4 separate regions of the Mus musculus genome follow, and all the other regions are linked to region 4. A link is a contact called in public HiChIP or PLAC-seq and Micro-C data. All regions are on one chromosome and are shown on one strand. Each heading gives the region's core, a stretch centred on a gene start, on an enhancer-like site or on the middle of the called end of the contact. The rest is flanking DNA. Distances are from core to core; before and after follow the strand shown.

Region 1 (3,264 bases), core at 475-2,974, 820 kb before region 4:
TGCTGTGTAGCTCAGATTGACCCTATAGCCCCCAAATTTCCCAAGTGTTAGGACTACGGGTTTATCTCACATGTGACTGCTTATCATTGTTTCGCTTCAGAAGCCTCTCCTTTATTAACACACTGTGATAATGCATGTGTAGCCCTCAGCTCATCTGAGGCGCTATAAAGGAAGGATTTACTACGGTCTATGTGTCCAGGGGGAAGATGATCTATGAAACACTGATGTGCAGGCTGGACTCTGCAGCTGTCTGGACAGGCTGGGGTGAGCAGGCAGTGATATGGGAATATTCTAACATTTTAAAATGAAGCCTTTTTCAGCACCACTGAAGTCAGCCCAAGCCAGGTACTTCTGGGTTCTTGTCTCTCAGTTTTGAGGAAGGAAATTCATGGACCACAGAAGGTGAGTTTTAGGAAGGTGGGAAGGACTGTAGGGAGCTGAAGGGAGAGAAAGAAGGCAAAGGTCTTGAGCAGCCCGTGGGGTCCCTGGAGGGAGTCGGATCCCATCCTGGAGCCCCCCAAAGCCTGGGGGTTAATAGGACTGTAGCCTTTAGTGGGATGGAGGCAGGAAGAAGGTTGAGCTAGCTGGTCAGTCCAGTTTTCATTCCAGGTGTTGAAGTCATTTCAGTTTGGGTCACAGCCTCAGTATGGCTTCCAGGAAAGGTCACTCCTTTGTGGAAAAGACTTGAAGACCCCCTTCCTGGCAGCCAGAGACACTTTTGGCTTAGACACTTAAACATCTCTAGCTCCTGCCAAGGGCCAGGCTCTGGGCATGTCAGAGGACATTTTGGGCTTTTAGCCAAGAAAGGCTGCTCATTTTTGTTTGGACTTTTTACCCTAAAATAAGCAGCCAGTTTCTACCTGTTGTCAGCAGCTGGGACAGCTGGCCTTGGACAGATGGCCATGGACCTGCCTTTCCGCAAGTTTTCTGAGTTCTTCCTGTATTCCACTTAACTGGGGTTCAGTAACTACACTTCCACTCCTGTCCTTAACTGGGAGCCTACCAATAGAACCTTGGAATCCACTAGATCCAAACCTTTCTTATCGTCACAAGCCTGGCTACAAGATACCATGCTGACATGAGGCCATTCCTATATTACAGGATAGACCTAAGGATTGGAGAGATCTGAGGGTGCTCGACCCTGGGGTGGGGGTGGGGGTATGCTATGACCTGTCAGATCAACTAGGTCAGCCAGCTTCTCACTGGCTAGCTTACCACACAAGATGGGGGGAGGTTCATATGGCCTGGCAGGAGTTCTGAATTTCATAACATGCCTTGGACAAAATTCATGGGGTTTTGGTTTCTCTCTTTCTTTTTAAACTAGGGATCGAACCCAGGGCCTTGGGCTTGGTAAGTAAGAGCTCTACTTCTGGGCTACAATCCCAGCCCAGTTCTAGTTTTTGGTTGCTTCCCTTGGTTTGAGTATTTCTACGCCATTATAGTCTGAGCTTCAGAATATAAGGCCAGGAGGCTCCTCCAGACATTTCCAGGTCCCCGAGCCAGCGGGGCCTTCCCGAGGAATGCATGTCACGAAGATGTTGTATCTTCCCAGTGCAGGGTACCTGCAGAGGTCCCTGGAGAGCATCTCTGTGCGAAATGGAAAGAGAGCAGACAAACCACCAGTTTCTTTTGGGTTTAACACAGCTTGCAGAGTCCCGGGATGAAGGGGGAGGGGCCGGCAGGGGCGGGGGCGCGGTCAAGCATCACGTGACGAATCAGCCCCCAGCGGAGGGCGGAGCTGCGCGGGTACTTAGGAGTGCACGGGAGAGGCCAGGAGCGGCTCCGTTTGGCTTGGTGGCTGCAGGCCCAGGCTGTCGCGCTGCGCTCGGTGAGTTTGCCCGGGGCACAGTGGCTCCATGGCGGAAGTCACTTTGGCTGGGGTCGGGGGAGCGGGCTGAGCAGCGGTGGTGGAGACAGGCCCTTCACTTGCCCAGGGCGCAGGCGCGGTTCCTCCGCGGCCCTAGATGCTGCTCGCCCTGGCGGATCGCGGTCTTAGGCTCCCGCAGGCTAGACCGGCAGAGCTCCAGCTTTCACGCTTTAGGGCCGAGCCTGGTGACCCCGCGGTGATCGGCTTCTTTCCAGTGGCCTTGGCGCACTTCAAGGGCGGAGGTGGGGACTTCGGGGAGCTCCGAGGGAGGAGCTTAAAGGGAAGGGTTCAGCTCTGGCCCTTCCAGCTCGCAGATTGCAAGTCTCAGGGGTGCTCAGGGCGAGTATCGACCTGCATCTAGTGCAGGTTTGTGGCTTATTCTAAAGAATCTGCCCCGGGAACTTTTCCACACACAAACCCACGCAGTGCCTGGCACCCTAAAAGACCTGTTCTATTGAGAATGGGAACCTGGTAGTGGGTGGCTGGGGTGGAACCTGCACGAAGAGTTAAACCGAGAAACAGGAAGAGAAGCAGAGCTAAAGGATAGGGGCTCTCCCAGAACCTTTCTCTGGAGGGGAATGGCCAATGTGATGGAGGAAAGGTACTTGCAGGACAGCCTCCTTCAGTCAGGGCCCTGCTAGCCGGGAGAGATAGCATCCTCTCCCAGAGTGCTGGGCGTGCGGACCAAGAGATAGGTAAATTGGACTTGGTCCCCTAGGGCCCAAGAGTAAAGGACTAAAACCCATCCGCACCTTACCTCCACCTAACCAGATCCCCTCACGTGTTTGGGAAGGGAGATAAATTGTGGGATTGAAAGGGAAGTTTAACTCCTTTTAGTGTCTCGGGAAGACTGATCTCCAGGTGCTTCCTGTGAGGGACTGCTGTGGAGGTATGGTCTGCAGTCCCCGGATTCAGAGTAGCATTTGCAAAATGTTGGTGAAGGTGTCATCTTTGTTCGAAGCCGTTCAGGGGACAGTTGTTTCCCATAGGCTCTGGCCATGGTGACCTAAAACTCCAGAGTCCCCAGAGCCATACCAGAGCAAGGCAATCACGGCACTTGGAAGGCTGAGGCAGGAGAATCGCTGTGCATTGGAAACCAGCCTGGGCTATGTAATGGATTCCACAACAGTGGGACTACAGAGGGAAACGGTTTCATTTCTTAATCCCTCCTTCCTTCCTTAAAAAAAAAAAAAACTCATGCTTAAAAGAAGGTGGAGGAAAATGACCTCTGCTCCTTTAAAGCCACGTGACCCAGGCCTACGGGACTGCTAGTGGGGTGGGGCGAGCCGGGCCCACGCCTGTGCTTCACCAGCCCAGGTGCCAGCAGAGATTTCCAGCATTCCCCTTGACGTTGGCCTAAATGTTTTCAGACTAGTCAGGCAGTGGAGGGTTGGCGC
Region 2 (3,312 bases), core at 298-2,797, 680 kb before region 4:
TTCCCAGCTAGCCCAGCACCTGGCTCAGAAATCCCAAACCTTTCTGCCAGCGAAGGGAGTGTGAGTGGGGAGGAAGCGTTGCAGAACAGAGAGCTTTCAGTTTCAGAAATTCAAGGCTGCAGTAGAGATTTTAGACTGCCTGGAGGGTGGTGAAGCTCCCCACAGGAGGAAGGGAGGCACTCTATAGAAATCGTGGCTTCAGGCAGCAACCTCCCCAGGCAGGAAGTATCCCCGCAGCTGTTGTACAGTCTGACCATACATATTGAGTTAGGAGCCTATACAGCCTTTACCTTGAAAACAGCCATAAAGATCTTGGGGAGGCAGACCCACTCAAGATCTGATCAGCCCTCCCCATTTCTTTCAAAAAATTGTTTGCTTGTTTGTTTTTAATTTGAAAGAAACACATTCACTTTATAGCTCATTTGAAAAGACAGAATGGATAACAACAAAAAAACCCGGACGCTTAACTACACCTATGAAAAGAACCATGAAGAACATAACCGCTTTATTTTGTCTTCTCAGGGGAGTTTTATTTCCTAAAGAGTGGCTCTCAATCCTTGTTAATTTAAAAGTTGGACTCAGTGCTAAGCACATTGTTAGCACAAAGGAGGCTCGGAATATCACGGCTAGCAAACAATCAGAAAAACCTTAAAAACATAAAAAATAAAAGGCTACTTTGAGACTTTGCTATCTCATTAAATATGTCAAGAAAGCATAACAATAGTAAATCCTAGCTGTTTACTAGGTTGCTACCAATTTTTGTTACACTAACCACACTTCTGAAGTGTAATTGTCAAGTCCTCAGATTTGGTTATAGATGCATTTTCTTATAGGAGCCTCAGCAATTCCTTTGGGTACATTTCTTTCTGTGGAAACAGCGAAGCAAAGAGTCACAGGGATTTGCATGGAGACTGACCCAAAAGACCACAGCCACAGCTCCTGGTCTGCCTCTGACAGGGCTCAATTCCCAATTTTGGATAAGACAGTTAAAGATAATGCTCGTGGACTTAGGATATTGTCTGCTTCTTATTGAACATATTTGATATCTGAAGAATTTGTAAGTCATAAGTTTAGAGAGGAAAAAAACAGAGAGAAAGAAAAAAATCAACGAGGCTATTAATGTCTAGCTGAAGGCTTTTTACCATGTCACCGTGTTAACTATTGACTATTTTGGGGACCCAGAGGCTTGTCTGCAGACCGGTTTAGGAGGACTTTAAAACACAGGAAACTGAAACACAGTCTTTTTTTTTTTTTTAAAGGTAATTTGCCTAAGATAACCAGTCAGTAAAGTGGTAGAAAAGCTTCCAGAATGTTCTTTGTTGTCTATACATTGGGTTTTTTTTTTTTTTTTTTTGTAATCTCAGACTACTTCTAGAGATCAATTTTATCTTTGCAAAAGGTGGCAAGCTCAGCTACTGAGCACATGCATGCATCTTATTTCTAGAATATGCTACAAAAATAACCTCTCTGAGGTCACCTAGCCTGTCACTGAGCTATATTGGATCTAGAATCCAGCCTCTGGACATTGTTTGGCTACTGCCTGGGGCTTTCTCTGACCAGGCAACATGCATCCCCTGTGGGCAACTAAGGAAAAGCAGCTTGGCCAAGGCCCTTCCCACTTTCAGGTTTCAAGGGGGGGAAGTGCCATCAATTCTGGAATCCCCACTTCCAGGACTGGAGAGGAGAAGCAAGGATGCTTACGTGGGAGAATTAGTAACCTCTGGCTCTTGGAGGAGCCAGGCACACAGAACCACAGCAGTAGACGAGGGTTGGCTCTCTGAACTTAGGCAAGAGCAAGCCTAGATTATGGCGCAGCTGAGGACCTTGGACTGCTACACCACTTTCTGGAAGGGGAACCCCAGGAAGCTGCTCTCGTAGCTGGTGGAGGGCAGAGTCAGCGGCCTGCTCACTAGCATTCTGGGGAGGGGATTCTTGAATTGAATGGAAGGCTGGACCTGATAACCTCTGGAGCCCTTCCCACTCCCCGTGGCTCCGATTTGTGTGCCTTGGGGGAAGAGAAGCGGTCAGTCATAGGACTACAATAGTTGATTTAGGGTCCCGCCCCAGTTGTCAGCATAACCCTCATCTTGGGCAAATAATTTAACCTGTCAGTACAAGGCACAAGGCTTGGCGTGGAGTGAAGCTTTGCAAATGTTTGCTGAATGAATGAATGAACGAAAGAATGAATGACTGGACGGATTCCCATCTCTGCCGCCCTAAGGGACATTGGGTGAAAAATGGAATCTTTCACACCTAAAGTAAGAGCATATACACCTCTTTAAAAGAAAAACCACCCCTCCAACTCAAAGGGGTATAGCAACGGGTGAAAATATAATTTATCAGCCCGAGGGGACACAGATTTCCTGGTGAGTTTTTGAGTTTCATTCGTTCCTCTCTCCTCAGAGGCACAACTCAGGCTGCAGTAGGATGAGGCAGCATAATCTTTTCCTCCTCCCCCACCCCGGATAAATGCTAAATACTGAGGGCTAATGGATTGTTCTTGGTGCGGACCAGATTAGATAGCAGCCCTTCCTTTATCAACAGTAGAGGTAAACCCCCTGCAGTAGTGGTGACGGGAGTGGTGGTGGTCGAACACAAGGGAACCAGGAAGGCACAAAAAAAAAAAAAAAAACCAAAAAAAAAAAAACAAAAACAAACAAACAAACAAACAAACAAAAAAACCCAAAGAGATTGCTAAGAGAGTGCAGAACACCAAGGCCCATTCACTTGGGCTCCCAGAACAGCCCCTAAACCCCAAGTCTCTCCCACTCCCCACCCGGCCCCCAGTAGTTCCTGGTCTGGTGGGTTGGTGCTGTCTGTGGGACTTCAGGAGTAAGTCTAAATACAAGAACTCTTCAATTCTGCTTGTCAATGTTAAGGGTCTAGAAACACTTTGAGACATCGCCCCCTCCAATAACCCTTCATGTTTTGCCTGAACAGTGTTTAAGAATTCCAGAGTCGGGTTCAACTTCCTTCCGTTTTGCTGTTTCAGATCATGAGAGAGCAGAGTACAGTGTTCTGAGTTCATGCTTGGCTCCCCTTCTGATTTCCCTACGTCAAATTTCAACCCGCCAGCAGCCTTTCTACCTTCCTTTCTTTCTGGTTTTTGTTTGTTTTGGAGTTGGGGTGGTCTTTAATCTGTAACCCAGACTGGCTGGCCTCAAATCCTGGTGCCCCTGTGGCCTCAGCCTCCTCAGGGCTGGGATTAAAGGAGGGAGGCGCCGAGCTTGGCTAATGATCTTGGTTATATAAAAATTTGTTATAGATTTCTCTTAAGAGTTAATGATTTTTTGTTGTTGTTTGATTGATTCT
Region 3 (3,529 bases), core at 448-2,947, 700 kb before region 4:
CACTTTCTATAATGTCAACTCAGGAAGTTATTTTTTTAAGGTAATACACGTTTTCTTTTCTTGACTAACAGCAGTTAAAAGAAGAGATTTAGAATTCTGTAATCTAACTTACAGTATACGTGTGGTGTTAATGTGCAAGCCTGAAAAACTGCAAGCACTAAATCCGTTTGGGATCGCAGGCTTGTGGGCAGAAGCTCTCTGAAGTTTCAAATGAGTGATGCTTTAACCTGATGTTGAATTTCTAGAACAATAGAAGGTGGAGAAGATATCCCTCTTTTCTGGAAAGGCCAGAAACCATTCTCCTGGGTGGATTCTTGCCTATCTATGATCTGGGGCCCAGTAACCTCCATCTTTTCACTTAAGTCTAGTCCGGCCTGGCCTAGACTTTTCTCTCTCTTTCAAATCACCCTACAACGTTCATCCCAAGTTCCCCAACAGAAAGAAAATTATTTCTCTTTTCAGGATTTAGTCCACAGCTTTTCTGGAACCTGTTTTTGAGAGTCAGAAAATACACCGCGCTGGAATGTGTCTTTTTACAGGTCTTTCCTTTAGGCTCCCGCGGGTCTCTCCGGTCCCCGCCACACTGAGAATGGTCACTAACCAACTTATACACTAACCCTCCGTAATCTCCCCAGGTAACCTTTCTTTCTTCTAATGTCCGAAGCGTCCTTCCTGGCTGCCTTCCTTTTCCAAAGGTACAGGAAATAAATTCCCGAGGTGCTTCCCAGCAGCGCGGCCTTATTTCCCCGGATCCTTTACTGCCTCGGGTCCCTCACTATCCTCTTCCTTTCAACCGAAAAGCCCCTCTTTCCTTCCACCTGGTGAAAGTTCATCACCCAGACATCTCTTCCCCAAGAGTAACAACTGCCAACTCTCCCGGGTCACATCCAAGCGATAGAATACGTGAATCAGGGGAGCTTGAGCCGACTACCCAAGACTATCCCTGATTTCCGCCGGGGTTTTGGCCCTGGGTCGCTTTCTCCCCGAAAGCGGTGTATGTGGGTAGTATTCAGCAGTGCATAACACACACAATTCCTGAGCCCTAGAGGAGTTTGAGGAGGTTGGACAGAAAGCAGAAGAGATCCGCAAGTTTCCGAGCCTATCTCCAAGGGCCTCCAGCCCTCCCCCAGGTCCCAGGGCTGCCTGCCACTGCCACTCTGCACTCCCTGCGTGGCAGGCTGGAGACACTATCCTATCTGCACCCCAAAGTGTGGGCTATGCGGCCTGTCCAGGGTCAGTCGGTCAGAGAGATTACACGGGCCCTGGCCAGTGGGATGGAAGGCAGAGTTGGAGAATCTGCAAACAGGACGGATTAAAAGGATTCATGTTCCCTCCCAAACAATCCAAACGCACCTCTCCAGCACCCATCAGTTTTTGCTGCTAATCAGTCTCACTTGATTTAATAGTCCTCGCTAGGCCAAAGTCAAAAGCGGAGCAGTTTTTAGCCAATCTGGGGGCACTGGAGTGACCGGCGTCTCCTTTCCCAGCTACCTACCTCCCTATTCCAGGCAAACTAGGGCGGCGGACTTGTGAGTTTCTCCTGCCCCGGAAAAGAGCAGGGACTCGGGGAACCCTACCTGGCCAGCTCCAGTTTCCCAGAAAACCGGCGCGATCTCCGTGAGTCCGCGGAGCTGCAACTGCGGCTGAGCCTCGGGCGGCCACTCTGCGGGCCTCCGGCTTGTCCCCTGCTCCCGGCGCGGTTCCCCGGGCCCCCGCGTAGCGATCGCCTGCGCTGACTGGCCTAAGGGAGTCACGTGCAAGGGCGGGGGCGGGGGAGCCCGGACCCGGCAGCACCTCCGCCCGGCGCCCGCCCGCAGGACTCTTCCCAAAGCTCCCCCAACAGGCAAAGTCCATGCGCGCGGAACTCTCGGGGAAGGAAAGCACTCAGTGCCGGGCGCTCCGTTCTGCCCTCAGTGCAGCCCGACGTCCTTGCGGTTTGCTGCTCTGCCAAGGATCGTGTTTATTCTCCTTCTCTTTCCTCCCTACTCTCAGTGGTCCACGTCCAGCGCCCTGTTCAAGGGGCGGGGCTGGTAGAGGAGAAGGTGACCTCGCACACTGGGCTCATGGTCGCCGGTGGGGCACTGGGTCACCCGGGATGCCTTGCTAGCCTCAGATCTACGGGGCCCTTGAAGTGAGCTCGGGAGAGGGTCAGGAGGCACTAAAACCTGAACTGGCCCTTAAGGTCAGTGCCTAGAGACGCAAGCGCTCTTTTCTCCTTCCCACGAGCCGGTGGAGACTGCAAGGCGCCGAGAACCTCCACCAGCCCAGGAGTTTATGTATTTATACAAAACGCGCACCCCTCGCCGCCGACACTTCTTCCCACTCCTGCGGTCTCCCGTCCCTTCTCATCACTCCCTGTAGCCCTCACCGACTGGGGTCCAATCAAAAGGATGAAGTGGGGGTGGGGAGCCTGGTCTCTAACCTTAGAGCCCATTCAAGGACTGTAGTTCCTTCCCTAGGGTGGGGGTAGGGAGGGTGCCAGACCTTAGTTTGGAGTCGGCGTCAGTGCCTGTAGGCCCTGGCGCAGTGGAGCTGTGAGGGGAGAGTCCCTCAGACAGGTCTAAAGGTTAATAGAGCAATCACAGGGCCCTATTACCGCGTAAAAATAACCCATCGATTACCACAGCCTTCAGCTGCAGATAACAGCTCTCTGGTGGCTCTCGCGCTTTGGGCTAAACTTTTTTTTTTCTTCTTTTAAGCCCTCATTTCTCTCCCCGGCACCGGTTTCCAATACAAGATTAGAGGGGTCAGGAGAGGGCTGGAATACCACCTGGTAAGAACCCTGTGCAGCCCGAGAAGGCTCGGGATGGCACCGGCTCCCGCAGTTCGAGGACTGACTGCAGATTGCTATTGCTATTGCCCCGCCAGTGCAAAAGCAACCCAGGCGCTAGGAACAGGCTGGGACGCCGAGCCAATTGAAAGGGAAAACCCGTGGGACTTTGGCCAACCCGTGGGGATCTCAGGAAAATCCCAGAGGAAGGACTGAGCACGGCTGCGCCGGGGGAATTCTCTTTTCCAAACCGAAGGGGCCCGAGGTCCAGAGCGGCTCTAGAGGAGAGAAAACTGAGGCCCGTCAGGGGTGCTGAGCTGCCCGCACTCTGGCTTGATTTACCGAAGTAGCCCCGGGTGCCGCCAGTTTGAGCCCTTGGGCGCCCCGGAAGCTGGGGCCCCATGATTAGGGTCCCTTCTCCAGCCCCCCCCCCCAATCCTAAACAATGCCAGTCAGAATCAGGGCCTGCAGGTTCGAGATCTGGTAAAGTTTTAGGGATGGTATTCTGAGGATTTCAGAGGCCATCGCTGAGCATCAAGGAACCCTCCCACAACATCTCCTCTGAGACTCTCGGATGAATGCAGAGAATGGCGTGGCCCTTGCTTTATTTTACAAGAAACCCTCAACTACCTGGTGAGCAGAAGAGAAACGAAGCCAAAGGCCCACAGCCCAAGCCAACGAGGCGTGTCTGTCTCTCTGTCTCTCTCTCTCCTCTCCCCCTTTCTCTCCCTCTATCCCTCCCTCTCCCTCTCTCTCCCT
Region 4 (3,391 bases), core at 878-3,377:
ATGGCTCCAAGCAGCAGGTCGGTCAGCGATGGAGCAAAGTCACAAAGACTTCAGGCTCACAACTATCACCAGTTGCAATGTGTGAAACTAACTACTTGGAAGCAACTTTCCCAACCTGTATTCTCCGAGCCTGACCCCTCTCTTTGCCCCGGGTTTGCCAAGGTATCTACAGTCTTCCCTAACGGTTCTGCACTGTGTGAGCCCAGCATTTCCACAAACAGGCGCTGGCCTCTCTGAAGCTGCATTAAAAGCAACCTGTCCCTTGAGCAGAGTTAGGGTCAAACTAGTGGCCCCTTGTGATCCATTGTCGTCCTGTTCCTCTTTCTCAGAAAGCCATACCTCTCAAGGAGAAGCATGTCTGGGAGCAATCGTGGCAGTGAAGCACAACACTGCAAATGGCCTAGCGCCCACCCCCAACAGCCCCATGGAGACTTCTGCCTCTGGATATGCTGGGCAAACCTTCCAGTCTAGGATGGTGCCTGATGGCTCTGCGGCCTGCACCTCAGGACACCCTCTTCCAGACTAGCTCCCTGCTGCACCACCTTTGGCTGGTAGCTGTCCTGGCTTTGCACAGTAGCGGGGGTGGGGGTGGGGGGTGGGGCAGCGATCACCGGCTTTAAGGGACACCGGCCTTAGAGCCCTGTTGCTGGACCCTGACCCGAGTCTATTTTATGCCGAAAGCACATGCCCTGATGAATTTTATCTAGGGTCCTTGAGGGTAAAATTAGGTCTTAAAGTCGGAGAAGTTGCAGTTCTCCGGACATTTACAGCGTCTCAGCACTGGCCGCCTTGCACGTTGTAAGCAAATTCAGTCACCTCACAGGGACTTTGAGACTAGAGAGGCATCTCCATCAAAGATTACACAGCCAGAGCTCACTGTATTTACCTCATCACCGCCTGTGAGATCAGCCTTATCGCCGGGTTTTAGGATTAGGAAAGGTCTTGGGAGATACCGGACTTGCTGTCACGCATTCAGTAACTCAAGACAGAGTCTCACACCCAACACCACTGTCTTCCGCTCAGACTCTGCCTCTTTCGAAGGTCGCCTCTGTGGAGCCTCCACATGGGGTGGCGCGCCATAAATGTTTGTGGGTCTAATTCCAGGAACTAGGCCCCCCGCCCCTGCGGTGTTTCTACAGTGGGGTGTGTCTAAAGCATGTTGGCTCGTTATTTCACTCATTCGTTCATTCACTCATTCGGCAGTTCTTGAATGCCTACTGTGTGTAGGCGCTGATGTAACCGCCAAAGCAGCCGCGGCGTGCGTTAGGGTCTCAAGTTCCCGGTCCACAGCTCATTCAGGATACGGGGAAACCGAGAAGGCTCCACTGTAAGGAAGTAGTTGGGACACATAGGAGCGGAAAAGCGGCTCCTCTAGAGTCGGAAGAAGCACCAGAAATGGATTCCGCAAAAGGGCTACTAGCAAGGAAGATGCAGACTCAGACTGCCGGGGTCAGCGGCAGGCAGAGTGGGATGGGGGCAAAGACAAGAAGAGGAAAATCGGATAGCAGAAAACCCGACCCCTCTAGAGATCCACAGTGCCAGTTTAGGGAAGTCAGTGCGCCGAGTCCCTAGTCCGGTGGATCCCACATCCACCTAAGACCCTTGGTGGCTGCCCACGTTTACTGGGGCGAGATGACCCAAGCCATGGGTGTGATCTGTTCACAACAGCATACTTGGCCGATCTAGGGATATTGATAGTGTCTCTCCTCCTCGAGTATCCTGGTGTAAGCTGTTTGAGTTCGGTTTTCCTTTGCGGGAGTTTTGGTGGAGTCTGGTCCCAGCGCGGAGGGCAGCCCAACAACGGAACAGGGGCTGGACCTGACTCCTGCGCCAAGCAGTGGTGACTTCGAGCCGTGGGCGCGCTCCTCCTGGCCCTGCAGCACCTGCACCGGAGCGGGATCGGGGCAGGCTCGGGAGGCGGAGGGGCGGACAGGGGCGGGCACCGGGGCAGGCTCGGCCCCTCCCTCCCCCTGCCGGCAGGTCGCAGCGGGGACGCCGCGGCGGGGCAGCCGGGAGGGGCCGCGCCGCCCCAGAGAGTCATTGGCGGACCCGGTGGCCCGAAGCTGATAAATAAGGGCCAAGCCCGAGGCTGCTGGCCAAGTTGGACGTCGCGACCTGAGCGAGGGCCAGGTCAGCGCCGGCCCCACGAGGCGAAGCCAAGTGACCCGCGTTCGGCCATGGCCTCGCTGCTGGGCGCCTATCCGTGGACCGAGGGACTGGAGTGTCCCGCCCTGGAAGCCGAGCTGTCGGATGGGCTGTCGCCGCCCGCCGTCCCCCGACCTTCAGGGGACAAGAGTTCGGAAAGCCGGATCCGGCGGCCCATGAATGCCTTCATGGTGTGGGCCAAGGATGAGAGGAAACGTCTGGCAGTGCAGAACCCGGACCTGCACAACGCGGAGCTCAGCAAGATGCTGGGTAAGTGCGCGGGGCACGAAGCTGTTGCGAGGATGGCGCGGGTGACAACGCTGTTCGGAAAGGTGGGGAGTGGGGGTGGGATTTGAACACAGACACCACCAGGGCCTGAGCGGGCCACGGTGAAACCGGTGAAACCAGTGAAACTTTAGGAACAGCACGGGGCTCCGGACTGGTCCCTACTCTGGGTCGCGGAGCTGAGACTCCGGTCTCAGGAGCAGGAGCGACCCGCGGCCTGTCCCGGGGACTGGAACTAGGGCTTAAGGACTCAGAGGGGCAGATACGTTTAGTCTGGGTGGAATCGGCGGAACCGGCGTTTGCTGGAAGACTGAGGAGACTCCACTCCTCACGTTGTAGACTGGGAAAATCAGAAAGAGATATTGTCACAGAGAAAAAGATAACGAACGTACGTCAGTTGAGGCCTCACTGAGAAACGTCTCTATTTTTAACTATTTAACAGAAAGAAAAAGAAAATCAGCAACAAAAGATGTCCACCCGAATAGGCTGGGTTCGCTCATCTATTTATCGAAGAAGTGTAAATAACTTGAAAAGAAATTTTGAGCAGCCAGAGAGGGTCTTTGAATCCCATCGCTTCTTGCTTATAGCTATGGTGCTGTCCGCAGATAATCCTGACTGGAACCAGACAGGCCAGAGAATTGGGGATGAAAATGCTAAAACGGTTCCAAGGAACCCGTTCTTGTTGGATTTTCTATTCTCTCCAGTACTCAGAGCAGGGGTGGGTGGGTTAATATATGCATTACACACACACACACACACACACACACACACACACACACACACACTTATACACACACGTATTAATTAAATGTGTTTGTGTTAGTGAGTGTATGCGTGCACACTCGTGCCACCATGAGTGTGTGGGGGGCAGTCAGAAGACATCTGGGAGGTGGGGAGTAAGTTCTTTCTTGCCATCATGTGGGTTCTAGGAATTAGACATTCACATCTTCAGGCTTCGTGG

What was found. A called contact is a pair of places that touch in the nucleus more often than the background predicts. HiChIP or PLAC-seq counts read pairs in DNA pulled down with a chosen protein or histone mark.
Region 1: a Micro-C map of embryonic stem cells shows a contact between it and region 4, with 5 times the contacts expected there. The contact joins the promoter of Ctsb here to the promoter of Sox7 in region 4. A contact is called at or near these places in 1 of 484 Hi-C or Micro-C datasets (embryonic stem cells) and 1 of 115 datasets of contacts at active chromatin or transcription factors (extraembryonic endoderm stem cells).
Region 2: an H3K27ac HiChIP or PLAC-seq map of extraembryonic endoderm stem cells shows a contact between it and region 4, with 3 times the contacts expected there. The contact joins the enhancer-like site here to the promoter of Sox7 in region 4. A contact is called at or near these places in 10 of 39 promoter capture datasets (cranial neural crest, embryonic stem cells, frontonasal cranial neural crest and 4 more), 6 of 484 Hi-C or Micro-C datasets (cranial neural crest and embryonic stem cells) and 2 of 115 datasets of contacts at active chromatin or transcription factors (embryonic stem cells and extraembryonic endoderm stem cells).
Region 3: a contact with region 4 is called in a Micro-C map of embryonic stem cells, with 6 times the contacts expected there. The contact joins the promoter of Gata4 here to the promoter of Sox7 in region 4. A contact is called at or near these places in 2 of 39 promoter capture datasets (cranial neural crest and embryonic stem cells), 14 of 484 Hi-C or Micro-C datasets (embryonic stem cells, germline stem cells, liver and 1 more) and 4 of 115 datasets of contacts at active chromatin or transcription factors (embryonic stem cells and extraembryonic endoderm stem cells).

What each region holds. Positions count from the first base shown.
Region 1 is chr14:63,120,738-63,124,001 of GRCm38.p6, forward strand. Ctsb (cathepsin B) reads left to right here and starts at 1,725. Exons shown (of 10, transcript NM_007798.3): 1 at 1,725-1,828.
Region 2 is chr14:63,262,919-63,266,230 of GRCm38.p6, forward strand. It overlaps a transcript of Gata4 not described here. Among named protein-coding and RNA genes, the nearest start is that of Gata4, 19 kb to the left of the region's middle. Within about 2 kb of position 1,548, at least 18 of the 459 cell types and tissues checked have an H3K27ac peak or open chromatin away from gene starts, as enhancers often do. A contact at or near this core is called in extraembryonic endoderm stem cells, where this site is marked.
Region 3 is chr14:63,243,574-63,247,102 of GRCm38.p6, forward strand. It overlaps Gata4 (GATA binding protein 4), which reads right to left and starts at 1,698. Exons shown (of 7, transcript NM_008092.4): 1 at 1,578-1,698.
Region 4 is chr14:63,941,579-63,944,969 of GRCm38.p6, forward strand. It overlaps Sox7 (SRY (sex determining region Y)-box 7), which reads left to right and starts at 2,128. Exons shown (of 2, transcript NM_011446.1): 1 at 2,128-2,415. The coding sequence starts at 2,178.